7 separate regions of the Mus musculus genome follow, and all the other regions are linked to region 5. A link is a contact called in public ChIA-PET, HiChIP or PLAC-seq, Micro-C and promoter capture Hi-C data. All regions are on one chromosome and are shown on one strand. Each heading gives the region's core, a stretch centred on a gene start, on an enhancer-like site or on the middle of the called end of the contact. The rest is flanking DNA. Distances are from core to core; before and after follow the strand shown.

Evidence for each region. Promoter capture Hi-C pulls out the DNA fragments that hold promoters and counts their contacts. Hi-C and Micro-C count contacts between places; a contact is called where the count stands out from the background. ChIA-PET counts read pairs in DNA pulled down with a chosen protein or histone mark. HiChIP or PLAC-seq counts read pairs in DNA pulled down with a chosen protein or histone mark.
Region 1: a contact with region 5 is called in a promoter capture Hi-C map of liver, with 7 times the contacts expected there. The contact joins the enhancer-like site here to the promoter of Neto2 in region 5. A contact is called at or near these places in 25 of 39 promoter capture datasets (the 3T3-L1 cell line, 3T3-L1-derived adipocytes, the C10 cell line and 14 more), 1 of 15 datasets of contacts at CTCF or cohesin (the NIH/3T3 cell line), 9 of 484 Hi-C or Micro-C datasets (CD8 T cells, the HPC-7 cell line, the STO cell line and 4 more), 13 of 115 datasets of contacts at active chromatin or transcription factors (SST interneurons, acute myeloid leukemia, craniofacial prominence and 10 more) and 3 of 9 other capture datasets (adipose tissue, embryonic stem cells and liver).
Region 2: an H3K4me3 HiChIP or PLAC-seq map of forebrain shows a contact between it and region 5, with 32 times the contacts expected there. The contact joins the enhancer-like site here to the promoter of Neto2 in region 5. A contact is called at or near these places in 19 of 39 promoter capture datasets (the 3T3-L1 cell line, 3T3-L1-derived adipocytes, the C10 cell line and 11 more), 3 of 15 datasets of contacts at CTCF or cohesin (the NIH/3T3 cell line, embryonic stem cells and stem cell-derived epiblast-like cells), 1 of 484 Hi-C or Micro-C datasets (embryonic stem cells), 15 of 115 datasets of contacts at active chromatin or transcription factors (embryonic basal ganglia, embryonic forebrain, embryonic hindbrain and 5 more) and 5 of 9 other capture datasets (adipose tissue, embryonic stem cells, liver and 2 more).
Region 3: a contact with region 5 is called in a Micro-C map of embryonic stem cells, with 5 times the contacts expected there. The contact joins the promoter of Lonp2 here to the promoter of Neto2 in region 5. A contact is called at or near these places in 22 of 39 promoter capture datasets (3T3-L1-derived adipocytes, the C10 cell line, the HPC-7 cell line and 14 more), 6 of 484 Hi-C or Micro-C datasets (CD4 T cells, Th1 cells, embryonic stem cells and 1 more), 19 of 115 datasets of contacts at active chromatin or transcription factors (acute myeloid leukemia, bone marrow-derived macrophages, cardiomyocytes and 13 more) and 3 of 9 other capture datasets (adipose tissue, macrophages and pancreatic islet).
Region 4: a contact with region 5 is called in a promoter capture Hi-C map of trophoblast stem cells, with 18 times the contacts expected there. The contact joins the enhancer-like site here to the promoter of Neto2 in region 5. A contact is called at or near these places in 22 of 39 promoter capture datasets (the 3T3-L1 cell line, 3T3-L1-derived adipocytes, the C10 cell line and 13 more), 3 of 15 datasets of contacts at CTCF or cohesin (embryonic stem cells, large pre-B cells and stem cell-derived epiblast-like cells), 10 of 484 Hi-C or Micro-C datasets (cerebral cortex, embryonic stem cells, liver and 3 more), 17 of 115 datasets of contacts at active chromatin or transcription factors (SST interneurons, astrocytes, a colorectal cancer cell line and 11 more) and 5 of 9 other capture datasets (adipose tissue, embryonic stem cells, liver and 2 more).
Region 6: a contact with region 5 is called in an H3K27ac HiChIP or PLAC-seq map of the NIH/3T3 cell line, with 11 times the contacts expected there. The contact joins the enhancer-like site here to the promoter of Neto2 in region 5. A contact is called at or near these places in 16 of 39 promoter capture datasets (the 3T3-L1 cell line, 3T3-L1-derived adipocytes, the C10 cell line and 11 more), 2 of 15 datasets of contacts at CTCF or cohesin (the NIH/3T3 cell line and stem cell-derived epiblast-like cells), 3 of 484 Hi-C or Micro-C datasets (cerebral cortex and embryonic stem cells), 16 of 115 datasets of contacts at active chromatin or transcription factors (the NIH/3T3 cell line, SST interneurons, acute myeloid leukemia and 11 more) and 2 of 9 other capture datasets (macrophages and pancreatic islet).
Region 7: an RNA polymerase II ChIA-PET map of memory CD8 T cells shows a contact between it and region 5, with 6 times the contacts expected there. The contact joins the enhancer-like site here to the promoter of Neto2 in region 5. A contact is called at or near these places in 14 of 39 promoter capture datasets (the 3T3-L1 cell line, 3T3-L1-derived adipocytes, the C10 cell line and 7 more), 3 of 115 datasets of contacts at active chromatin or transcription factors (embryonic basal ganglia, embryonic forebrain and memory CD8 T cells) and 4 of 9 other capture datasets (adipose tissue, embryonic stem cells, liver and 1 more).

Annotation. Positions count from the first base shown.
Region 1 is chr8:86,493,439-86,496,625 of GRCm38.p6, forward strand. No RefSeq gene overlaps it. Among named protein-coding and RNA genes, the nearest start is that of Abcc12, 72 kb to the right of the region's middle. Within about 2 kb of position 1,868, at least 3 of the 459 cell types and tissues checked have an H3K27ac peak or open chromatin away from gene starts, as enhancers often do. A contact at or near this core is called in liver, where this site is marked.
Region 2 is chr8:86,388,210-86,391,486 of GRCm38.p6, forward strand. No RefSeq gene overlaps it. Among named protein-coding and RNA genes, the nearest start is that of Gm33687, 110 kb to the left of the region's middle. Within about 2 kb of position 1,907, at least 97 of the 459 cell types and tissues checked have an H3K27ac peak or open chromatin away from gene starts, as enhancers often do. A contact at or near this core is called in embryonic basal ganglia, forebrain, neural progenitor cells and 4 more, where this site is marked.
Region 3 is chr8:86,622,744-86,625,946 of GRCm38.p6, forward strand. Lonp2 (lon peptidase 2, peroxisomal) reads left to right here and starts at 1,300. Exons shown (of 15, transcript NM_025827.3): 1 at 1,300-1,673. The coding sequence starts at 1,441.
Region 4 is chr8:86,422,348-86,425,900 of GRCm38.p6, forward strand. No RefSeq gene overlaps it. Among named protein-coding and RNA genes, the nearest start is that of Abcc12, 140 kb to the right of the region's middle. Within about 2 kb of position 2,229, at least 10 of the 459 cell types and tissues checked have an H3K27ac peak or open chromatin away from gene starts, as enhancers often do. A contact at or near this core is called in the SN4741 cell line, astrocytes, trophoblast stem cells and 1 more, where this site is marked.
Region 5 is chr8:85,698,999-85,702,326 of GRCm38.p6, forward strand. Neto2 (neuropilin (NRP) and tolloid (TLL)-like 2) reads right to left here and starts at 1,926. Exons shown (of 9, transcript NM_001357288.1): 1 at 1,643-1,926. The coding sequence starts at 1,676. It overlaps Mir8109 (microRNA 8109), which reads left to right and starts at 1,907; the gene lies at 1,907-2,023.
Region 6 is chr8:86,444,193-86,447,424 of GRCm38.p6, forward strand. No RefSeq gene overlaps it. Among named protein-coding and RNA genes, the nearest start is that of Abcc12, 120 kb to the right of the region's middle. Within about 2 kb of position 1,554, at least 50 of the 459 cell types and tissues checked have an H3K27ac peak or open chromatin away from gene starts, as enhancers often do. A contact at or near this core is called in the NIH/3T3 cell line and trophoblast stem cells, where this site is marked.
Region 7 is chr8:86,689,135-86,692,627 of GRCm38.p6, forward strand. All of the region lies in intron 11 of Lonp2 (lon peptidase 2, peroxisomal), which reads left to right. Among named protein-coding and RNA genes, the nearest start is that of Gm22305, 20 kb to the left of the region's middle. Within about 2 kb of position 1,472, at least 20 of the 459 cell types and tissues checked have an H3K27ac peak or open chromatin away from gene starts, as enhancers often do. A contact at or near this core is called in memory CD8 T cells, where this site is marked.

The DNA.
Region 1 (3,187 bases), core at 618-3,117, 790 kb after region 5:
ATCAGCGAAGTCCACGCACTCGCTGCACTGCTCTGAGAACCAATGAGGAAATCTGAATAACATTCTGAAAACAGTGTCTGATGATGGCAAGACTTTGGGGACCCGCCAACAACCTAAGCAATGCCCCTAGGGTAATCAGGAGAAGGCTGAACCTGAAACTGAACATAGCTCCCACCCTGGCCCCATGAGCTGGCCTGGACATGCAGTGAGGGGCCCTTTCCCCCATTCTGAGTGTAAAATAACATGCTCTGGCAGTGTAATGGGATTTGTATTTGGGGATGTGGCCAGCAAGCTCTGGGGGTCACTATAGGTTAGCATCCTGGGGCAGACCAACAGCAGCAAATCTACAGGCTGGATGTTGAGTATGTTCAAGGGGCTGGTATATAAAAGGATTAGTTACAGCGTTGAGAATAGAGCTACCTTCAAAGGTATGGACAGATAAAGGTTTTAGGTCATTGAGGAGGTGCCCTTGAAGGATCCTGTGGGTCAGTGATTTCTTTCTGTCTACCTTTTTTGTTGTTGTTTCTTCCAAACCATTAAGTAAACAATTTTGCTCTGTCATACCATCCCCAGCCAAGACCTGCCATTGCTGTGCCAGCAGCTCAAAGCAACAAAGCCATGAACTGGAAGCTCCAAGGTTATAAGCCAAGGTAAACATGTTCTCTCTGTTAATTGATTGCCTGTGGCATTTTGTTGTATTGATGAAAAGCTAACACAACTGCCAATAAGAAAGGTACTATCTTTCAAGAGAGGCAGGAATCCCAAAGTACCAAGTTACACATTCTGGCTTTCTTCACTGCACTTTCTTCTGTGTTGGCCTCATCTTTAGACAGGTTGTGTCCCTGTGACATTAAAAGTGGCATCTTGAATCTTAAAGCTTCTAAAAGTCTAAGTTTTCCACTATCCAAAGGGGATAATTCATTTTCCCTACTTAGTGCCAGCTAAGGTCTGTTTTTGACAGATAGCTCAGCTTAGGCCATATGTCCAACCCAACTTTCCATGATGCCACAGAGATATGACATTCTAATTGGCCTGGTTTAGATCTCAGGCCCACTCTGCAGAAAGTTGGTAGTGTCAGCAACCCAACTTCAAGCCTGAGGATGGCAGTAATCATCTCCAAGGTCCTAGAAACTTGGAAATGGTGAGTGTGAGTTGGAGCTCAGATTTCTTTGACAGTCCTCTCCCCATGAGAGGTCAGAGTTCCCAGAAATACATTTGATATTTATATGCTCATAATTTATCAAAAAGATCTTCTTGGATCAGGGGTGGGATTTGGATATATCAGGGCACTGAATGACAAGGAAGAAGAAGATGAAAATTCTAGAAAGAAAATAGTTTCAGTGAAGTATTCCAGGGCTAATTAGCCAAAACCCACAGAGGAGTCTAAAGTGGAAATCACACTTCACAATTATCCCCAAACTCAGAAGCCAAACCAGTCTGCTGGAGGTGTCCTGCCAGAACAGGAGTGTTTAGGCTTGCTGCCTCCCCTTGGCTTTGGGCAATCTATCAGGCCCCTAGGAAGAACTGAACGTTCCCAACTGTAGGGAGCAGGAGTGCACTGAAGCACACTACAGTGGAAGAGAGGAACGGAGGGCCATTCGCAGTGTTTGCTGCAATCATCAAGTCCATGCCTTCTGCTCCATCCCATGCCCTGCTGCCCAGTCTAGACAAAGCTATGTTGTCTCTGCCCAGAATGAGGACACTTGGCTCTACAATCCCTACATTAGAAAAGCTGAGGAGTTTAATGAGGATCGTAGTGCCATTATGACCACTTCAAATAATCCGTTGGGTTGCCAAGCCAAATGCACTCTCAGTGTAGAGCGGCCTGTTGTTTCCTAACGATCCTGCTATGCAGATGATCTTTGACTCAGTCATTGCAGAATCAAAGCAGGAAACCATTTAAATGGCTGCATGCCTCAGAGGGGAATTGACTCTCCTGTCTTTCTACCACAAACAAGTCAAGAGTGTCTTGCTCCACAGGGGTGACATGCACCATTAAAGACTGGCAAGTGCAATTCTGATGTCTCCGTTATCAGGTTCCCAAGACTTCTCCAACGCGTCTCTCAACCAGGCACAGGCTTTTCCAGCCCTCATCATTACAAGGATGCTACTCCTTTCCAGCATCCTCTGGGCCTTCTGTCCTTCGATGTTGTCTCTGATTATTTATTTAGAGTGCTAGGAATCAAACACATGACCTTGTGCACCCTACACAAGCCCTCTGCTGCTGAACTACTGTGGGACTGTGAAAGGCAGCCTGTTTTCTGGTCCAGTGAGACTTACTCCGGAGACCCAGTAGAAACTCTACAAGGGACAGAACCGTGAGCCATGCTCCCAGACAGACATAGGTGCCTAACACCACAGAGCCCCCAACTCCATAATCCTGTGACTATAAGTCACACAGTCAATGTCCCAAGCTACTGGCATTCTGGCTAAACTCCACCCTCACAGTTATCTGACAATAGCCAGATAACTAGCCTCCTTCCCACAGCTACCTTGCAACTGCAAGATAGCCCAGCCTACTATAAAAGGGGCTGCTTGGCCCCTCCTCTCTCTCTTAAGCTCTCACCTCTCTTATTCTCATCTCTAGCTCTCTTTCTCCACCTCCCTTTCCCCCCTCTCCATGTAGCCATGGCCAGCTTCTCTCCTTCTACCTTCTCTCTTTCTCTCTGCCTTTCTACAGTAAAGCTCTAAAACCATAGACTGTCTCTGCTCATAAAGACTCGCTGTGTTGGGACAACAGAGCGGGCTTTCCTCTAAAGAGCTGTATCTAACCTCCTGCTGGGAGGCCTTCCTGCGCTCTAATCATGGACTGTGCCCCCTCTCCCCCTGCCCTCTTCTCCCTTCGGCTTGAGGGCGAACTGCCCCACAAAGCCCCCACTTCATTCTCAACTTTTCTGTGACATCCAGTGATGTCTGGGATGTCTAAGATGGAGAAGTGGCCACCTCTGGCCTCCATGAGGCCCAGAGACCCCAGATTGGTCCCTTTCTTCTTCCTTGGACTGGGGTTCCGTGGCTTCCCACAGCCAGACACCCACCCAGGCCACGTAGAGAGCTTGTGGCAGTCCCCCGAGTCTGCCTGCCCAAAGCACCGGAAATCTGGCAGGATGCGGATTTGCTCCCACCCCCTTTATTTCCCATGACCACTGCCCAACAAACTACATCTCTAGTCTCGGACCTCCTTTTAACA
Region 2 (3,277 bases), core at 657-3,156, 690 kb after region 5:
TTGAAACTTTATCCCAGTCTTTCAGACTACAAAAGTCAACTCAGAATGTACCCAGGACCTAAATGTAAAACATGAGAACATGAAGAACACTTTCAGATATTTGTAGAGGTGATGAAATTGCTAATATGTCTCTAGAATTACAGGAAACAAAGTAGGAGATAGATAAATGGGATTACACCAAACTCAAATCAAAGGAAGCAATCCACAGAGTAAAGAAACAGAGAGAGTGGTTTGAAATTTTTGCCAACTACTCATCTGATGCAGAGTTAATATTCAGAATATGTAAAGAATTCAGAAACCTAACAAAAAATATTCCATACACACACACACACACACACACACAGGTACACTCATGCATGCACATCCACACACATGCACACACATGCTCACTGTAAATACATATGTAAATAAAATATTTTTAAAAATTGAAAAAAAAGAACTAGGTAAGTTATCTCCCTACTGGAGAAATGAATGAATCAAACTTACAATATGTCACCTCACTCCAATTAAAGGAGCTATTTAAAAAGGCAAACATAAATGCTAATGATGATGAGGATAAAGGGACCTTTCATGCATGGTTGGTGGGAATATAAATTAGGAACCTACAAGTTAAACTATATCCACCGAATTGCCTACCTATCCCACTCCTGTGTGTACATCTAAAGCAAATGAAATCTGTACACAAAAGACATAGTTGTTTGTCCATGTTGATTGCTGTACTGTTTGTAATAGCTAAGGTTGAAACAGCCTAGATACCCAACAATAGATGATTAAAGAAAAAGCAATACCAACAAGTGGAGTGTGTGTGTGTGTGTGTGTGTGTGTGTTAAGGGGGGAGGTGTTCAGCCATAAAAAACAACAACAATGAAACCCTGTCATGGTAACAAGATGGATGGACCTAGAAGACATTACATTAAATGATTCAAGCAGAGAGACAGAACACACATTGTTTCATAAAGGAAGCTAAGGGAGTTGGGTTAAATGTGTGTGTGTGTGTGTGTGTGTGTGTGTGTGTGTGTGTGTGTGTGTGTTGGTCAGCACCCACTTTATTCATATACTGAAATATCACACTGCATCACAGCAATATGTGCAACTAATACATGTTAACAGAAATAAATTATCCTAAAATGCGCCTACGTGTTGAATAGGGAAGCCTGCAGCCCTCTGCTCAAAAGATATCATTTTGCTGGCAGACAGGCAGTATTGGTATATCCTATAACATTAAAAACACTGTAGTTTATAAATATTATGTATTCGGAAGTTTCTATATTGTGTCTGGGGGTTGAGTTTGACAGGGGGTAAGAGAGGACTCCCTCCACTTAACTGTGGATGCAAAGAAACTGTATTTCAGGTGGAAACGTTTGAAAACCCAGATGTAAAGAGGGGACATACAGCCAAAGTCACTATAGTGAGTGCCTGGAGAATCAGGGAAGAGAAGCACTATTATGCGCGGGGCCTTATGTGTTTAATTATAGACTCTAATTGACTTTTAATTATGTGAATGTATTACTTTGATAAAAATTAAAATTGAGGAAAGAAGGAGAAACAGCTCACAGGCATTGGTCTGCCCCTGAAGTCATGTACCTCGTGAGTCAGATTCCCATAGGGAGATTTGGCTCAGGCAGGGTCTCCTTGAGTTTTCAAACCATAAATAAGGCCTAATGGCTTTGAGAGGTAATGAACTGGCCAGCAGCCAAGAGAATCCTGATTCCTAACAGACAGGCCCAGGCTCCATCTCCAGAGTTTAGATCTCTGCTGTGGGCTTCATGCTGGCCTAACTTCTTAAGTGAAACCTCTCACTAATTTGCCCTTTGCAATGCAATCTACCCGATGAGTCACTGATACTGTTGAGAGTCTAACCAGTGCTGGAACTGAGAGAGCCCTCCCATGCAGGCCCTCTGTTGCCATGGAAACAGCACTGCTCAAGTTTCTCTGTTGCTTTGGCAACCCACTCCCATTTCCTCCCATCACTACTGCTGGGGTATTTTGCTGCCAAGATAATGGTCTCTATTATGGTTTGAATGCTAATGGGGCAGTCCTCTACCCCAGCCTACTCCAAGCTCCCTCTGTAGCTCTACACTTGAGACCTTGTCTAAGTGGCATTTCAATGAGATGGTAATGGATGCTCAAATCAGATGAAGAGGAGCTATAGTGGTGGTGTGGATGAAAGAAGGGTTCAGCTTCTTATCTTGGGAAGGAAGAAATGGTATCTATGTACTCAGAGAGGCATGGATTGGAGTGTCATCCATCAAAGGGCTTCAGCTGTGTGTCAGGCCTCAAGCCTTTTTCTCCCAGTCAGTTCTGTATACTGGCAAATAAATAAAGGCACTGCATAATGAATACCTGTATGTTCTCAGTGCTAGGCTATGTGCTTTACACCCATTTAACTCCTATTTTACAGACAAAGAAACGAACAAGCAACCTATTCAGTGTCATTGGATTTGGGGTTTAAACACAACTCTCAGCGGTTACACTAAGCCACTGCTGACTTGGGACCACAGAAAATAACAAAAGTATCAGATAGTTGTCCTTGCAAAAAGACCTTATGGAGAGTTGAGGAAGAAGTGTAAGTACAAAGGGTAGAGGTGGAAAAGAAATGCCTTACCGAGCCGGTGAAGTACGGAGCTCAAGTGTGGGTACAGACATGACAATACACAGTTCCCTGGACATGGAGTGGCGTCTAGGAAACTGGAAAGCATAGTCAGTCCCCATCCCTTACAAGAAGCAGAGCCAGGGTGTTAGCTTCAGAGTGGGTGTCTCAGCGACCCACTCAGCGAGGCTCCTGCTTATGGCGCTAGACTTGTAGGCATTCAGCAAAGAGAGAGACCTTTGTCTACTTCTTCTTTTGAGATTTGGATTTACTCGAGACCATCTGACTCTTTTATTTTGTTTTTTTTTTAAAAGAGTTGAAGTTTTATATAAAATTGTTCTAAATTTTATGGCTTCCAATTTCGAAATCCAATAATCCTATTTCCTTTACTTTAAAAGTAGATTTTTTTTTTTAGCTACCTCAAGTCCTAATGGAGTTAAAAGGAATATAAATCTTCAGTAGAGTTTTTCTAGGTCTTAGTTTTTTTCAGCAGTTCCCAGTGCTCTGCTGTGTCTTCCATATCTGCTGGTTTGGCTCCCACTCTCCTCTGTCAACTCCCGTGCTTGGGGATTTTCTGCAGTCAGGTCAGAGAGAAGGCAGAGTTCTCCAAGCAACACAGGACAGAGTCTCTGAATGCCATCTGACTCTGGTCACCTCAAAAACACTACTCAGTTATCAAGGCCAAGC
Region 3 (3,203 bases), core at 50-2,549, 920 kb after region 5:
TCTTGGCTGCCTGCAAGGCCATATATCATCCTGGAATGACTCTTTTTCTTTGGCCATATGTGTGACTCAGTTAAGACCCTGTCCTAGGAGACCAAGAAAATAATAAAATCAAAAAATTAATTTATTAAACAAAAATAAGTCCAGACATTAGTATGCACACAAAACACTTGTTGCTTTTAGGATATGTATGCATGATAAAAATAAATAAAGTTTTTTTAAAAAATATGCCCCAAGGTTTTTAAGATGGTCATAGTTTCCTCATAAAATACCTACCATGTTCAGAGCCCTTGGTCCAATCCCAAGTACCATTTTTAAAAAGACACCAGGAATCTCAGAGTATAAGTCCTCTACTCTCCAGATAAGACTCTTAATAAAAAGGTAAGTTATTGTATATATTTTTTCTTTATATTACTCCCAAAGTCTATCTCAAGATATCTACACAATGCATACTTGATGAGTGTGTCACAACCAAGATCATCACCTACCAGTTCACCCTCCCTCTAGACCTCAGTGACTCAGACCACAACCTAGAATCTATCATCCAAATTGTGACCTTCTACAAATAATTGAATGCCCCTTTTTTAAAAGTATCTGTTTAAAATACTAATAAAATAAAGCAAAGATGGAAGCAATATCACAGACTTAAGAGATCCAGGAGATAAACAAAGTGAAAAATTAAGGACGATAGTAAAACCCACCAGCTTGGGAGAAGGTCTATGGATTAGGTAATGGTAATACTAATTTCCTGGGTTATGTGAACCATGGTTATGCAACATAATAGGGAAAACCGAGTGAGAGGTATAGGATACTTGTTAAAATATAAAATCTATTCAATAAAAAGGTTTAAAAATGTCTAGTGCACACCGTCCTTCTCAACATTCCTTCCGAATTTAAATGCAGGCACTGTTCATGCTGTCTGTGCACCAGGTTTGCTTGTCGTCTGGCATCACTGGTTCAGAGAGAAGGGCTGAGCGAAGCGACAGAAATTGGGTATCTCTGGGCTAGCGGGGAGCGGAGGTGTTTAATGTAGGGACCAGCCTGGGGATGCAGCCAGAAATTGAGGGGTTTGGGTCTAGGGGCGGAGCCAGAAGCCGCTACGCTTTAGCTTTGGGGGGGGGGGGGGGGGGAGAGTGACAGACCGGAAGGCTTAGCCGCTGCGGCCTCCGGAAGGGTTGTGGGCGGGCCCGGAAACAGCAGCACATGGCCCGGGGGCGAGTCCGAAGCGTCCGGGCAGAAGTCTGGGAGCCTGGAGAAGGGGCGGGGCCGGAAGCGGCGGCAGGCCTGGGGACCGGAGCCTGGGGAAGGGGCGGTGCCGGAAGCGGCGGCACTCAGGCCTGGGGGCGGGCCGTCGAGTGACGGCTGCGGTGCGTTCGGCGAAGGAAGTGTAGAGTTCGTACTTGGGAGTCCTCCTGACACCTCTGGTGTTGACGACCAGTGGCCATGTCCTCCGTGAGCCCCATCCAGATCCCCAGCCGCCTTCCGCTGCTGTTGACCCACGAGAGTGTGTTGCTGCCTGGCTCCACTATGCGCACAAGTGTGGACACGGCCCGCAACTTGCAGCTGGTGCGGAGCCGCTTGCTCAAGGGCACGTCGTTGCAGAGCACCATTCTAGGAGTCATCCCCAACACACCCGACCCGGCCAGCGACACGCAGGACCTGCCACCATTGCACAGGTAGGCCCGCCGGGCACTCGGAGGGAGGCCCTCCGGGACTCGCGCCCCGGCGGCCTGTGAGCGGAGTTGTGGCTCAAGTCTCCCCAGCGTGAAAAGTGGGAGGGACGCTTTTCGCCAGTGACCGTTAGTGAGCCGGATCAGTCACGGAGCAATGCCTGACACGGGTGGAAACTCTGTGCAGTTCATTTGCTGCCTGTTGCTGGTGCTTATCTGATGTGAATTCGTGTCCTACATAGCCTTCTTCACCGCCCAGCGCCCGGGCCCCTCCCCCATACCACCTTTCACCCTGTCCCCTTTCTTTCAGTCAACCTCCGGTCATGTTCTCCAGCTGAAACATTATAAATCTAGATCTATCTATCTATCTATCTATCTCTCTCTCTCTCTCTCTCTCTCTCTCTCTCTCTCTCTCTCTTTCTTTCTTTCTTTTTCCTGCTCATGCCTAAACTACGCAGTTAACTTTTGGGTGCTTTGTTTTACATGTTGTTACCTATTTTCTCTATTCCCCGACGGCCTCCCCTTCATGAAGGGCCATTCCTGTTAGCATTTTCCTTGGGGTCTCCCACTACAGTCTTCCCAGCCTCTAGGCTCACCTTTGCTCCTTCCTGGCATTTTTATCTTAGGCCCGGGGGATGTCACTGGATAGCCCTGTGTCCCGGCTCTGGTTCGTTGACTTGGGTGGTAGATTTCACCTGCGTCTGACTCTTCCCCTGTGATTTCCCATGTCTCTTAGGTGTGTCTTGAAGGTCCATCTGTGCAGACTGGTTTGCCCCATGCTTCCCTGGACTGCACAGTGATTGTGCGTATAGAGCACTTGAAGTGTGCATGCTCTAATATGAGTTTTAACACTAGAGTGCATGTGTGCCCAGAAAGGCTGTCAATTCTAGGCAGCTCAAGGCAGTTGGTCACCCTAAATGTGTCATAAATGTACAGTGCACACTATAGTTTGAGAAAACGTGAATTTCCTTTTTCTTTTTCGAGACAGGGTTTCTCTGTGTGGCCCTGGCTGTCCTGGAACTCACTCTGTAGACCAGGCTGGCCTTGAACTCAGAAATCCGCCTGCCTCTGCCTCCCAAGTGCTGGGATTAAAGGCGTGTGCCACTGCCCTGCTTAATTAATGTTACATAGAATAAATGTTACAATGTTAATATTCTGACCACTTCACCTAAAATCACCTGTGGATACTAAAATCACGAGTATGGCTTGTATTTTTATTGGACAGTACTAGTCTATAGTGTGTCTTAGCAGATGTTATCTTTAAGCTCTTTTCTCAAGTTCTTGCTCAATGTATTGATACTGAAGAGCAGGTTGGAGAGCCTCCTTCCCCTCCTTATTTTCAAATGAAGGGTTCCTGGCTCTGAATGGATTTCATAAGTGTGACTGACTACATTAGACAACTTGGAGCTTTTCTTCATGTTTCCAAAGGAGGCCTGTAGCTCTTTAAAAACAAAATAAACAGTAAAGCATGAAACAAACGCACAACTCAATAATGGTTTACATTGTATCATCATGGAAAAAAAAAACTGACACCCA
Region 4 (3,553 bases), core at 979-3,478, 720 kb after region 5:
ATATTGTTAAAAGAATAAATAGTCTCAGAGGTATATGTATGGTACTCTCCAATCAGCACAAACATGTACTAATAGAAATGTGTATACGTAGCTTTGGAAAGGTTTACAGTATCTTTATTTACCCTAAACAAAATACTGAAATGAGAAGGAAACTAATTCTATTGTTTATTATTTCATACAATGTGGAAAGTACAGACTGTGTCTCCTTTTAAAAGTTAAGCAATGCCATTGAAACGAGTGCATTTGCATGATGTCATTTATGGGAGAACAAAAAATAAACTCATTAAGTTTTTTTTCCTCGTTCTTTTTTTTTAAATAGTGAAAATATTCATTATCTTTTTTTAAAATTTTTTATTAGGTATTTAGCTCATTTACATTTCCAATGCTATACCAAAAGTCCCCCATACCCACCCACCTCCACTCCCCTACCCACCCACTCCCCCTTTTTGGCCCTGGCGTTCCCCTGTACTGGGGCATATAAATTTTGCGTGTCCAATGGGCCTAAGAGATATTTTATTATTATTTACGTGTGTGTGTGTGTGTGTGTGTGTGTGTGTGTGTGTGTGTGTGTGCAGAGTTCATAAGAAAATTTCAGATCCCCTGGAGTTGGAGCTACCAGAGGTTGTAAGCTGCCTGATTACGGGTGCTGAGGACCAAACTCGGGTCTCCTGTAAGAACAGCAAGCTCTAATGGCTGAGCAACCTCTCCAGCTCTGAAGATGCCTTTAGACAAGTAGTCCTGTTTCCAGATGTGCTCCGATCAGGAAAATGGCTTCATATCAGGCAGCTGAATGGTTTGTGGTTAATACGGGGACTCAACAGTAGAGCTGGGAAGCTACACAGGCTTTGTAAAGCAGCAGAGAGGTTAAGTCATAGCAAAGACAGCAAGACAGAAGGGGATGAGGAACTGTGGATGAGGGAGCCACCGCCAGGAGATGACTCCTTGGAGATGGCCTCTGGCCTTTATCTTCCACTGAATACACCTGCCTGGAGCCTGGCTAAGAAGGCTGGGAGAAGACTTCTCCATGGGTTGGCTCTCTGCAGGTATAACAGAACACAGCAAAGGTGGCAATAAATCAGATAGCAAGAGGTAAGTGACTAGAATGTTCTATATAGTGTTAGGTAGTTCTAGCAAAGGTGAATGCAGAACCAAGCTTTCAATAGCAGACGATATTTAGGGTAAGTTAAAAGGAGGAGAGATGAGGATGCTGGAGGCAAAAATAACATGAAACCTTGAAGACTTGGAGCCAGGAGGAAGAGTTATTGCTGAGAATGGTTTAGCATCACAGAGCACAATGTTGGCCACAAGAGGGTTGTAAAGAATCATAGCCAACTAGGATTTTGCTCAATGTCTTGTTTGGTTTTTTCTACTTCTTTGTTTTGTTGTTGTATTAGTTGTTGTTGTTGATAATGATGATGATGATGGATGCATAAGCCTGGCATCTGTGCAGAGGACTCATAAAAGATGCTAAAATTAGAGCTAGGGGTGCCTTTAGACAATCAACAGGGGCATTTCCTATTTTTCAAAATTAATATCAAATGGAGATGGCTCATACCTGAAATCCCAGCACTCAAAAGACAGAGACACAGAATAAAGAATTTGAGACCTTCTGGGCCCATCACAGAAAACAAGCAAAGAAAAAAACCAACAAAAATAAAGCATGAGAAAGCCTGAACAAGGCTCTCTGATTCAACATTTTGTTTCTGTTGTTGTTGTTTCCCATTTAAAGTTTAGAAACAGAAGGAACTTTGTGCTCACAGAGCCTCCATTTCCCAGTAGGAATTTGTATTTTCTGAAGTAATTTTCCCTTTGGTAGGTCATGGGAGTATGGGCTGTCTTGCTAATTCTTACCCAGAGAAAGGATATTTTGAAGTCGGGACATTCTGGGTCATCTTAGTCAAAACATTTCCCTTGGACACTGTAGATAATCCATCCTGAGGTCAGTGCTTTTTCTAAATTATTCATATCAAACTTCCGGCTTTTTGTTTTTTGTTTGGTTGTTTGTTTTTTTATGCAGTTCTGGGCTGTGGAGCCAGGTCTCCCTTGGTTCTTTCTTGAAAACGGAATGATGTTTTGTTACCTCAATTCTCTGCTCCTTCAGCCAAAGGGGTGACTCACAACCCTCAGAAAACAGATCTTTCTCTCTGAGGCACTTTCAAGTTGGATTTGGGAGATGGTAGATGTGGCCTCTCAATGCTAAATGAGACCCAGTTTCAGGCATGTTGCTTGTCTGAGTCAGGGAAAGAAGCTCACACCCAAATGAGTCAGAAAACAATACAAAGGCCAGTACAATACCTGGGGTGTTGGTGCCACTGGTTTGTAATCCCAGCTACTCAAAAAGCTGCCGCAGGAACAGGCCTCATTTACAGTCAATCTGGGTTATAGAGTGAGTTTGAAGCCAGCTTTGATAGCTCAGGGAGACCCTATCTCAAACTAAAGACTTTTAAAATGTAAATGTAGTTCAGTAGTAGAGGGCTTGCCTTGGATAGTCAAGACCCTGGAGCAATATTTATGGTCATAAATAAAAGCAAAAGTGTTTTTGTTTGTTCGTTTGTTTGTTTTTTAATCTTTTGTAGTACTTGGGGACTAAGGCTCTCTGTCCCTGTTCCAATCATTCAGAGGGCCTGGATGCATCCTTTCCCTTAATATTTAATGGAATAAACTCTTTCTCTTGAGGGGAAAGCTAATTTAAACATTTTATTGCTTGCAAGCCCAAGAGAATGACATACACCATCCTTAAAGAATATACACGTGGCATTGGTATACGATTGAGGTAGGGAAGCCAGGCTATGTAACAGGGGTGACTCTCTGGGTGGAGGAGTAGGACTTGGTAAGTGTGTGACCCATGCAATGTGATAGTGATCAAGTTGCCTCTCCCACAACCAGGTGGCAGGGGACAGGTGTGCTTTTGTCCTGATGGCAATCCTTTCTGCTTCTGGACTAGTTACCTAAAAGATAAAATTCTTACCTAAGAGTTCAAATCTGAATCCTGAAAATTAATTAGTCAGCCTTGGGTCATGGGTCCATTTATGAACCAATCAGAAGGATGGAAAAGTCTCATTGGTTAGCTGTCAGGCATGTGACCAACTGTGGCCTTTGAGAAGAGTCAGTACATAAAAGATACGATCTGAGAATGGAGTGAAGATGCTTCCCAAAGGAAGTCAAGTGTCTGGTGGTTGCATAAGAGAAATGAGCCTTGGGGCGATATGGCTGCTGTCCATGGTGGGCTTTGGACAGATATGGCTGCTGTCCGTGGTGGAATGTGGGCTCCTTTGGCAGAGCACACAGCTTGAGCTTTTCTGAGCACAATGTTTGTCACCATGCATGGGTAGCTGATGCTCTATAAGTGGTTTTTCCTTTATTTTCCTTGCAACCCTAGTCCAGACTTAAAGCTCCTTGACATAAGTTCTGCCATAGCTCTTCACATAAATTCTATCTCACTATTCAGGTAGGGAAGCCTGGAGCAACATCTTCAATCAGAAATACCACAGTGCCTCTGAAGCCTTCTGACTTTCACATTTGCGGACAGTCTTCACCACCCTCAGAGCACGTA
Region 5 (3,328 bases), core at 676-3,175:
AAAGCACAGTATAGAATTAAAAATAGATTGCTCTCTTCTTAGCAAGCCCACATCACAATTTTTCTCGAGCTGTAAAAATACTTCAGCATGTAAAAATAGTTCAGGTTGAATAATATTTGAAAAAATAAAATAAAAGCCAGATACTACACTGTTTTCACTGGAGCTCAGTCATCAGCACGGAGTTTCTGGATAGGCGCAATAATCCACACTGGCCAGAGAGGGCAGTGTGTACCCACTGAAAAGGCACAGGCAGCGGAGCTGCAATTCCTTGAGTACCTCTGGAGATTGCCCTATCCAATTCAGTTTCCTTGAGTTCTGCAGGTAAAGCTGTGTAACAGATCCAACTGAGTGTTGCGGGAGGCTACTCTCATATAGTCGTGTCATTATGATGCTGGCAACCCTACTATGGTGGGTTCACAATTAGAATGAAGAGAATTCCTCTAAAGCAGCAGAAATCCATTTGTGCATGTGGTTCATTTATTATTAAAGAGTGAAACAAAATGTTAATTTCCAAGGAAATAACTACATAATCAGGAGTTAAAGCAGCTACAGAATTTTTTATTTGTTTTTATATAATAAAATTATTAAGAATTTATGGATTAACTGAAATAAATATTCACTGGCTAGAAGGTTAGTGGTTATCTTGGCACAGTCTGAACATAAAAGTATTGATATGCATATAGTTAGGTAGGTAAATATTTAAATTAAATGGCTGTAACGTCAATTAGTAATTTATGAATATTTGTCCAATTATGAAGTTTGTCTAAAACGTTGTTAGTTCAAGAACAACAAAAAGTTCCACTGAACTTTCTAACAAAACAAATTTGAAAATAAGGTGTTAACACGTACCAGGAAAACACCAAAATGTGTAATTGTGCAAATATCAGGATTCAGTGCTAAAAATGTAAGCGCCAGTATTTTAACACTGTCATACTTTCTCTCTTAATATAAGAGGATTTAAAAAAAAAAACCCATTCAGATATTATTCATTTGCAATTAAATCATTTGGGGAAAAGGAAGTCATTTGCTGAAAGGCGGTGCTTTTTCTTGAGATTTATGAAAGGATCAATCCAGGACGAGTTCTGGAATAAACTTTGCCTCTCAATGTAAACCATCTAGAAATATTTATCTGAAACAGCACCTCCGCGGAGAGGCAGCCTCTCAGTGGCTTTAGGAGCTCGATGCTGTCAGCTCGCCGGCCGCTGCCGACCCGTGCATCCTCCGCACAGGACTCATGAGGCAGCGGGACTCGGCGATCCCGGGAAGGCAGCGCGGGGCGCGGGGCGCGGGGGGCATGCAGGGCCGCCGCGCAGCCCCGAGCCCGCAGTGGTGCCGCAGCCTCCCGGCCGCAGCAGGTGGGACCCGCGGGAGGCGCGGACATTGGGGGCTTCTCCGAAACCGCTGCGGCGCGTCGGAGTTGGGGCTTTCGTGGTTTGTGTGCTACCACTTTCTGCGGTGGCAACCTGGGGCCACCGGCCTTCGCTTCGCACACTTTGCAAGGCGCGGAGTCGCCGGCGTCCCCCGGAGCGAGCTCGCAGCGGCGGCGGGCGGCCTGGCCCAGACAAAGGGCGCGAAGGCGGCGGCGGAGCGGAGCGGAGCGCGGCCTGGCCCGCAAGGGGGCGCTGCCCGCACCCGCGCTTACCTTTGAGGACCGCGCAGAGCTGCTCCAGGGCCATGTTCCTCAGCGTCGGCGCTCCGAGAGCGCCCGAGGCGGCGGCGCGGTGGTCACGGCCCGGCGGGGTAGCTTCGCTCCGTCCCCATCGCCGGCCGCCGCCGCTTCCTAGCAGCGGGCGCAGCGCCTCGGCCCGCCGTGCCGGGTCCCCGACGGCCGCCGCCTCTCGGCGGGCTGAGGAAAGCCAGCGGCGGACGCTCCCGCGGCGGGCTCCCTTGAAGTGGCGCGCGCCGGGAGCCCCGGCTCATTTAAGCAGCGAGCGCAGCGCCGCGTGCCGGCCGCGGGGCCACTGCGCACGCGCAGCCCCGCCCTCCCGCGTGCCCCGCCCGCCACTCGCTTCCCGGGCCTCGCGCGCGGCCCACCCCTCCCTGCCGGTGTCTTCTCGAAGCCTTGAGCTCCCCAGGTCCGATTTTTCCATCCCCTCTCGGAGGACCTCAAGCTCAGGTGCTTGAAAACGTCTGCTCAGCCTTGCTGATCTCGGTGGAAGGGAGACCCCCGCGGGGGCCCTGGAGGTGCCCGGGTGAGTTCCCCCGGCCAGCAGTAAGGGTTGTTGCACCTACTGAACCTTCTCCAACAGTTGCCAGGCACAGCGCTGCTTGAGGAATCCTCACTCCCAGTCCTCGCCACAGTGGGCTGAAAGCTCCACGCCAGCCAGAAAAGTGAAACTTTGTTCTAGCTGCAGAGACAGGCGCGACTGAATGCAGACTGGGTCTCCCCAAGGCCACCCCTAACCACAGCCGTACAGACGGACCGCTGAGCGCCACCGGAAAGGAATTATATGTGCCTTGGATAGTTTGTGCATGATCTCGTCTTCCTCCAGCTCTTGTGCATTGAAATTGTCTTGCTGGCAGAGCTGCTTCATCCTACTGAAATAGAAATGACTTGAATGCAGGCGGGCTACAGTCATTTATTGGTTTGAGTTATGTGCATATAACAATGACTGGTATTGGGGGGCCTACCAATATTAAGTCCCTACCGTAATTGATCTGATATATAAATGTTTATCTAGCAAATTATGGCTAATTAGAACGTCCAGCAACTGAACAAAATATTCCAAGGGTGTCACATTCTTTCTTTTCTTGGATCGCTCTAAGAAAGTCACAGAAGTATAAGCAATTAACAAGTTTATAAATAAAACCAATTAACACCTATTAGCATAAAGTTGTTTAGCCCTTTGCTGTGTGCTTCAGTGGTTATGAAAGATGTGTGATTTGGGGCTTATAAGGTGATCACCTGCAGTTAAATTAAAATTGCACCCAGGAACCAGTGAATAAGGCATTTTAGAACCTTTTCCACAAATAAAATAATGATAAATGGGGACAGCAGTTAATAATTCAGTTTAAGTCCTGGGCAAGAGTGGATAAAGAAACTGGGAAGCCCTTTGAGTTTCTGGATCAACAATGCATAGTTGTTGATGGAGGAAAAGAAAAAAAACCCAAAAAACAAAAAACAGCCTGTATGATGTCATCAGAGAACGCTCCATGAAAAAGGGGAGAAAGAAGATGGAAAATGTTTGGATGGCAAGTGAAGAGGAGGGGTGTAGTCATGATTGTCAAGTGTCAGGTAAGATGCAAGTGTGAGCAGGGAATTTGGGACAAGTGTCATCAGAAACTAAAGATTAAAGAGAATGTGGACTTTGAATGTGGAGATGCACTC
Region 6 (3,232 bases), core at 304-2,803, 740 kb after region 5:
ATGAGTGAAAGACAGACATAGCCCCCAGCATGCCGATTATCAGAACGATATAAAGATGTCTGACCTTTATTGGCCACTTATTCTAAAGCAGCATGATGCAAGCCTCTTCCATAGGGGAAATCACATTTATTCCTCACTCTGTGTGATATAGCTGCTGCCCTCACTCCAGCTCTGCAGAAGAGGGTTGTGGGATTCACCGAGGCTAGAAGGCAGCTCAAAGCCAGGAACCCTGTCAGTGTGGAGCAAGGCTTTAGACCTTGTGGGTTGGAGTATGATCTGTAGGGAGGCAGAGTGCAGATATACTTCCTATCTAGGCAAAGGAAGGGTTATGAACCATTCCTGTGTCTTAGGCAGGGATAATATTGCTGTGATGAAGCCCTATGACCAAAAGCAAGTTGAAGAGGAAAGGGTTTATTTAGCTTATAATTTCATATTTGGCTTATGTAGTTCATCTCTGAAGGAAGTCGGAACAGGAATTCAAACAGACAGGAACCTGGAGGCAGGAGCTAGTGAAGAAACCTTGGAGGGGTGCTGCTTGCTGGCTTTTTTCATCATAACCTGCTTAGTCTGCTTCCTTATAGACCCTAGGGCCACCAGCCCAGGGGTGGCCCCACCCACAATAGGCTGGGTCCTCCCTCATCAATCACTAAGGAAGAAAGTGCCTTATAACTGAGTCTCATGAGGTCCCTGCCTTTCAGATAGCTATAGCTTGTGTCAGATTGCTATGAAGCTGGCTAGCACACCCAACTACCGCACATCTTCTATCTTGAAGTACAAGGCTGATATTACATGGGGTCAGGAGTTAAGGTGAGGCAAGAGGAGAGCCGAGAAGGCTTGACTCGAGTGATAATAAAGGCCCTGACCTATAAAGGCCCTATGGATTCATAGACAAAAAAATAAATAAATAAAACAATGAAAAGAGGGTTGTTCAAGGCCACACAGTTAGTGATGTGCCAAGGCAGTGATCTGCCAGTCATTGTCCCTCACATAGTCTTAACAATATTAAAAATGAGTATTGTGTAAACACTGAGCTCTAGGCCATCAGAAGCTCTGTTAGTTACACTGGCCCAGCTGCCTCTCCATGTGCATATCCTTCTGTACAGAGATGTTAAACAGTTTGTACGTGATCACACAGCTTGGAAATACAGTGTTCTTCAAGGTCATACAATCCTTTCTCTGTTTCTCTGTCTCTTCCCTCTGTCTCTCTCTCTCTCTCTTTCTCTCTCTGTCTCTCTCTTTCTGTCTTTCCTCTCTCTCTCTGTCTCTCTGTCTCTCTCTCTCTGTCTCTCTCTGTCTGTCTCTCTCTCTCTCTTTCTCCTCTCTCTCTTTCTCCACACAGCTGCTCTTCCAGCTTTCCGGAGAATCTTAATGATCTTTTCTTGGCTTTAACCTCAAGAGCTTTGGCTGAAGGAGCTGGAAAGGTGAAGAAGAAGGCTTGCTGCTCCAAGAACAGGGCTTGATCTTCAGGAATGAGAACTTCCTAAACAGCAGGATCAGGCCCAATCCTCGTCCCTGCTGAGTAATGATGGCAGCCCACGCAGAGCCAGGACTCATGGGTGACTCACAACTAATAGCTTCCTGAGCCCTTCAGAAAATTCCATTTCAATCAGGTGTCAACTTAGAGGCAAAAACTTTTTAAATTCAAAAGCAGAGCTTTTGATGTGCTGTTTTAAACTGCGCCTTGCCCTTTTATAGCTGTAAATAATTTTTCTTCCTGTTAGCAGACCCGGGAATACCAACCTGTTTCCAGTAAATCTTGCCCACAAACACTGCTGGGAAGGCCACCAATGTAAGCCCCTCAAGGCAAACGAGTGGCCAGGCTCCTCTCCTGAGGACCTCCAACCACCAAGTTCCACCCCACAGAACACTCTGTCTGCCCTAATGGCTGGACCCAGCTCCCACCCTGCAGAGTAAAAAGCCAAAGCCCCAACCCACAGCCTGGAAACCTCTGCTCTGGAAAGGCCCCTTACCCCACACACTATAAACCCAGTGCTCTGCTCAGTTCTCTGATGTTTCTGAGTTCCTGGCGATCCTAGAACACTAGCCTGGACTGCACAGCCCTATCCTACCTACCACCATCCCTGCACCCCCTCACACTCACCCCCCCTCCAATCTCTCTTTCTCTCAAAACAAGCAATCAAACTGAACATACATACACCTTGCAAAACAAAGAGAATCCAAAAGAGGCCATGATCTCTGGCTGCACTGAAAGGAAGTTCCAGAACAAATAAAGCTACTCTGGTTAAAAAAAAAATGTCTAACACGGTTGTCCCTGAGGAAGGTATGCAAGAGTTGTTCCCATGAGTCTTAGTGGAAGCATGCCTGTGTTTGTCAAAAATCAGTCAAATGCACCCTTATGATCTGTAAACACCACTCATGTAAATTAGACTCCTATTTTTAAATTACCAGAAAATTTATCATTGTGCTCAGCTTGACAGTTTATATCCTACAGTAGCATCTTAATGAGAAACCCTTAAGTGATGGAAGCCAAATCAGGAGCCTGACAGCCTCGTAGCATGTCTTCAGGAACCCATGGGTCCAGGGCCTTCATCTTTCTCCATCGCTCGGCCTGCTTTCCACCTCAGGTCTTCACTCTCCTCAAGGGTCAAAGAGAAGCCAGCCACCCCACACTTATTGCTTCTACTCCACACTTAGAGATGCTACTCCACACTTAACAATGCTACGTCGCACTTAGCACAGACTTTCAGCCTAGCAACCCTGAGCAGTGCAGGGAGCCCTTGCTGCTCACTATCCCTGCATTGATTCTGCTAGTTCTCTTGAAGACAGGAGTCAGGTGTTCCCCAAAGGGACAGCAGTTGCAGGTCCTTTGCAAATCATGCTTTGTTGTTTTGTGGCGATCCTGTCCTCAAATCCTCTGATCAGGATAATTAAGCAAACTGATTAACTGAATTGAGAGACAGCTCTTAGAAAAGTGAACCTCTTTTAAACAAATGGTGGTTTCTTTCCTTAGGCAATGTTGTCACTGTCACAAGTCCTAAGCTGAGAAGACCTGCACTGGCTATGCTTCTGTCTGTTGGACCTGATTAAAACGCCTAACAAGAAGCGACTTAAGGGAAGAAAAATTTATCTTGGCTCACAACATAAGAGCATACTATCATGGCAGGGAGGCCTGGTGGAAGTTGCAGCCTGAGACTGAGGCTGAGTGGGTGTGAAGAAACCGGCCATAACACACGGGCTGTCTGACCCGCAGCCCATAGGACTCCTGCCTATA
Region 7 (3,493 bases), core at 222-2,721, 990 kb after region 5:
GTGACTGTCCTCCAAGCCAAGCAACCATTAGCTGGAGAGATTTAGCCATACTCCCTTGTTTCCTACCGAGTTTTGTGTACAACTCTGCCTTAATTGCATGTGGCCTGGAAGAGGGGCTAAAGTACATAGATTCGGTAAGAATGGTGGAGAAGGGCACTCTATCAGTACAGATACAGGCAAGCCTACATCTCTGCTGGGTAAAGGTTTCCCTGTGGTGGCTTGCCAGGGTAGGAATACTTACACCCATCACCTACACTCTGTAAGGAAGCTCAGTAGACTCAAAGGTTACCCAGTGTGAACATTTGTGGAGTTATATCTTGGGTTGTCACTGGACCTTAAGGAGAAGGAGTAGGCTCTGCTTATGTCTCCCCTGAGAAGGAGTTTTAGCAACAAGAGAAGACACAAATCTACTCTGTATCCAGTTTTAGTGTATGAGCAGCATTTATTCTGAGGATTTTATACATTTAATTTCTGTTGATACAGCCCCATTTCCCAGAGAATAATTTGTTGAGAATTCTAGAGAAATCCTGTCTTTGGGTGTTGAGAGAGAGTAGAAATTTCTGTGACACAAAAGCAGTAAGAATAGGTTTGGTCCACTGTTCAGTGGCCTTGAGGGGGAAAAAAAAAATCTATAAAGACCCCTAAATGAATGAATCTTTAGCAAAAGTTGAGACATTTGTCAGCCTTCAATGTGGATCTTGTTCTTGTTTGAAGACATAAAAACTTCATTCATGGGGCTGGAGAGTTGGCTCTGCAGTTAAGAGCACTTCCTGCTCTTGCAGGGGAAGCAGAAGATTTGCTTCCCAGAACCCACAGTGTGGCTCACGGCCGTCTGTGACTCCAGTCCACAGAACCCACAGTGTGGCTCACGGCCATCTGTGACTCCAGTCCACAGAACCCACAGTGTGGCTCACGGCCATCTGTGACTCCAGTCCACAGAAGCTGATGCCCGCTCTTGACCTCTATAGGCACCAAGCACAGAAGTGGAAGACAGACGTATATAAGCATATGTCTCTTAATAAAACTTTTTTTAAGGCACCTTTTTTATTTTTAGTGAAGAAAAAGTAATTAGAAGGCTTCTAGTTACATATAAGTCCTCAAACATTTTAACCTACCTTCATGCCTTTCTTTCTGGGTGGATTTAGAATGAAGAGAATGATTTGTATATCTGCCTCCATACACCAAAACCACATGCTTTGGGGTGCTCATTTTAGATTTACAAGACTCAGAAGTGAGTAGTTTCTAGAGTAGTGCCTGGGTCTAATGGGAAGGTTGTGACAAGTCATCATTTCTGTATCTTTGTGGGCGCTAATAAAGCTAACCTCCATTGTCCTGATCTTCAGACTGGGCAGCTTGGAACTCTGCCTGTTGCCAGCAAGTTTGCTCATTGAAAAGCTGTAGCAGTCATTGCAGTCTCAGACACTTTCGTTATCAGAAGAACATTTTACCAACACTGAAGTTTCTTACTCAAGACCCAGGTTACATAAACAGGGCGTGGAAGTGTGGATTCTGTTTCACATTTTCAGTGTTGGAAGTCCTCCTTCATCTTGTCAGGTCGTTCCTGCCCTTTGATTACATTGGTAGCTCAGAACAATTGGAAATCTGCCTCGGTCATGGGACTGAGGTTCCTGGTGGGGAATATGGATTTCAGAGACACTTTAATTTTTCAAGACACTTGGCTTGCTGATAAAGATTGGGGGCTTTTGTAGCCTTCTGCAAACTAAAATGATAAATTCTAGGCCCAGAGACAGAAAGCTTCCATGGTAAATCCTATGTGTTTAGTAGCAGAGTGTGGTGTCTAAAATTCAAAATCAGACAGTATTCTAATGTTGAAATGAAATACGTTATTCACATCTGCCAATATCATGAAGACATACTAAATATTTCTTCCTGAGCCTGATTGCTGGTCTGTGTACTGGACGCTATCTTCGGAGATCTGAGGGGCTCTAGCCTGACCTGAGCAGCTAAGGAGTTGCACTCTCCAAAGGAAGGGGAAGGGGAGTCAGTCTTCCGAAGCCTCCACTGCTCCAGAGTCTGTGCCATTGGGCAGGACGCTACACAGCAGGTGCTGCAAGCCAGGAGTTGGAGTCAGATCTATATGTGCTGCTGTTGCTCCTGAGGGACACTACAAGGGGCCCACAAGCTGTCAGCTTGGTGACTAGGAGCTAAGTTTGGGGCCACCAATCGGGAAGTGACTGCAGCTTCCAGCAGTGAAAGCTTTAGAAGTGAACTCTCTTCCCCAAAGTGCTACAGCTCTATACGACAGACACTCTCAGACAGTCTTTGATGTGTTTTATTCCTTGTGGGTAGGATCTTATATACATTTTGGGGTGGGGTGGGGTGGGGTTCAAAGGCAGATGCTTTCTATTGGCTTGGTCTGAGATGTTAGGGATGCCTCATCTGCGTGTGGAGGGCCTTCAGGTGTTGCCCCTTCGTGACTGATTGTCACAGTCCTCTCCATGGGGTGTCATGGCCTTGTGTTCCAGGACAGAAGCCTGGTTGGGAGTAGATGAAACACCTACCATCCTCTGGTATGAAGGTACTGGGGTTTCTGAATCCAGTCGACCTTACCAAGTTTGCTGTTTGATGGCTCGGTTCACTGCCCCACAACTGATATTTGCACCAATTTACCAATTGTTCCCATATGGGTACTGGCCTGGCTCTGAACAGTGGTTGCCTTTGTATGCAGATGGAATGCGAGCTGCAATGAAGAGAAAACTAGCCCCACTAAGCTACAAGAATACTTGGGGTTCTATTGGGCTTCTTAGATTTGTTGAATGGTCTTCATAGCTAAACTGATCCAAACAATTGAGAATGTCTTCTGAATCTTAACCATAGAAAATGAATTTCGTTAAGTAATTCTTGACTCTTCGAGAAACTGAGGCAGATTTTTCTGGTATCACACAGGATCATGTGGCTTGGAGTATGTTGGTTTATTTAATTACTGAGTGAGCTAGATTGCTGAATGCTTACTGTATGCTCTGCTAAAAGTCAGATCTGCAAATTGAGTAGAACTTGTAGCAAGGGTGTAGTCTCCTGGTTGAAGTAGATACATCAAGAACTCTCTTGGTGTCATGGTAGTGCTGGGTTTCAGAAGGGCAGCTCAAGTGTGCCATGTGTTCTTAGTGGAGTCACCACCTGTGCCAGCCATTCTCCTCTCCTCCAATTCTGCTTTCTGAGTCCAGCTCATTTTACTTCATTTGATGACTCATGTTGATCCATTTTCCAGCAAACCACACAATATCATTCTTCTAAAACTCACTGCATGTGCCACAATTTGTCCATTCATCTGTTGACAGCACCTAGGCTGCTCCTGTAAGTTGGCAATCGTGGACCACTCTGCAGCAGTGGGTGTGTGAGGGCCTTGTGATATATGATGTGGGGAATAGAGCTGCATCACTCAGTAGTTCTGCTTTTTATTTTGGAGGAACTGCCATATTGATTTCTATACCCTCTAATTTACATTCCCACCAGCATTAACAGGATGCCAGTT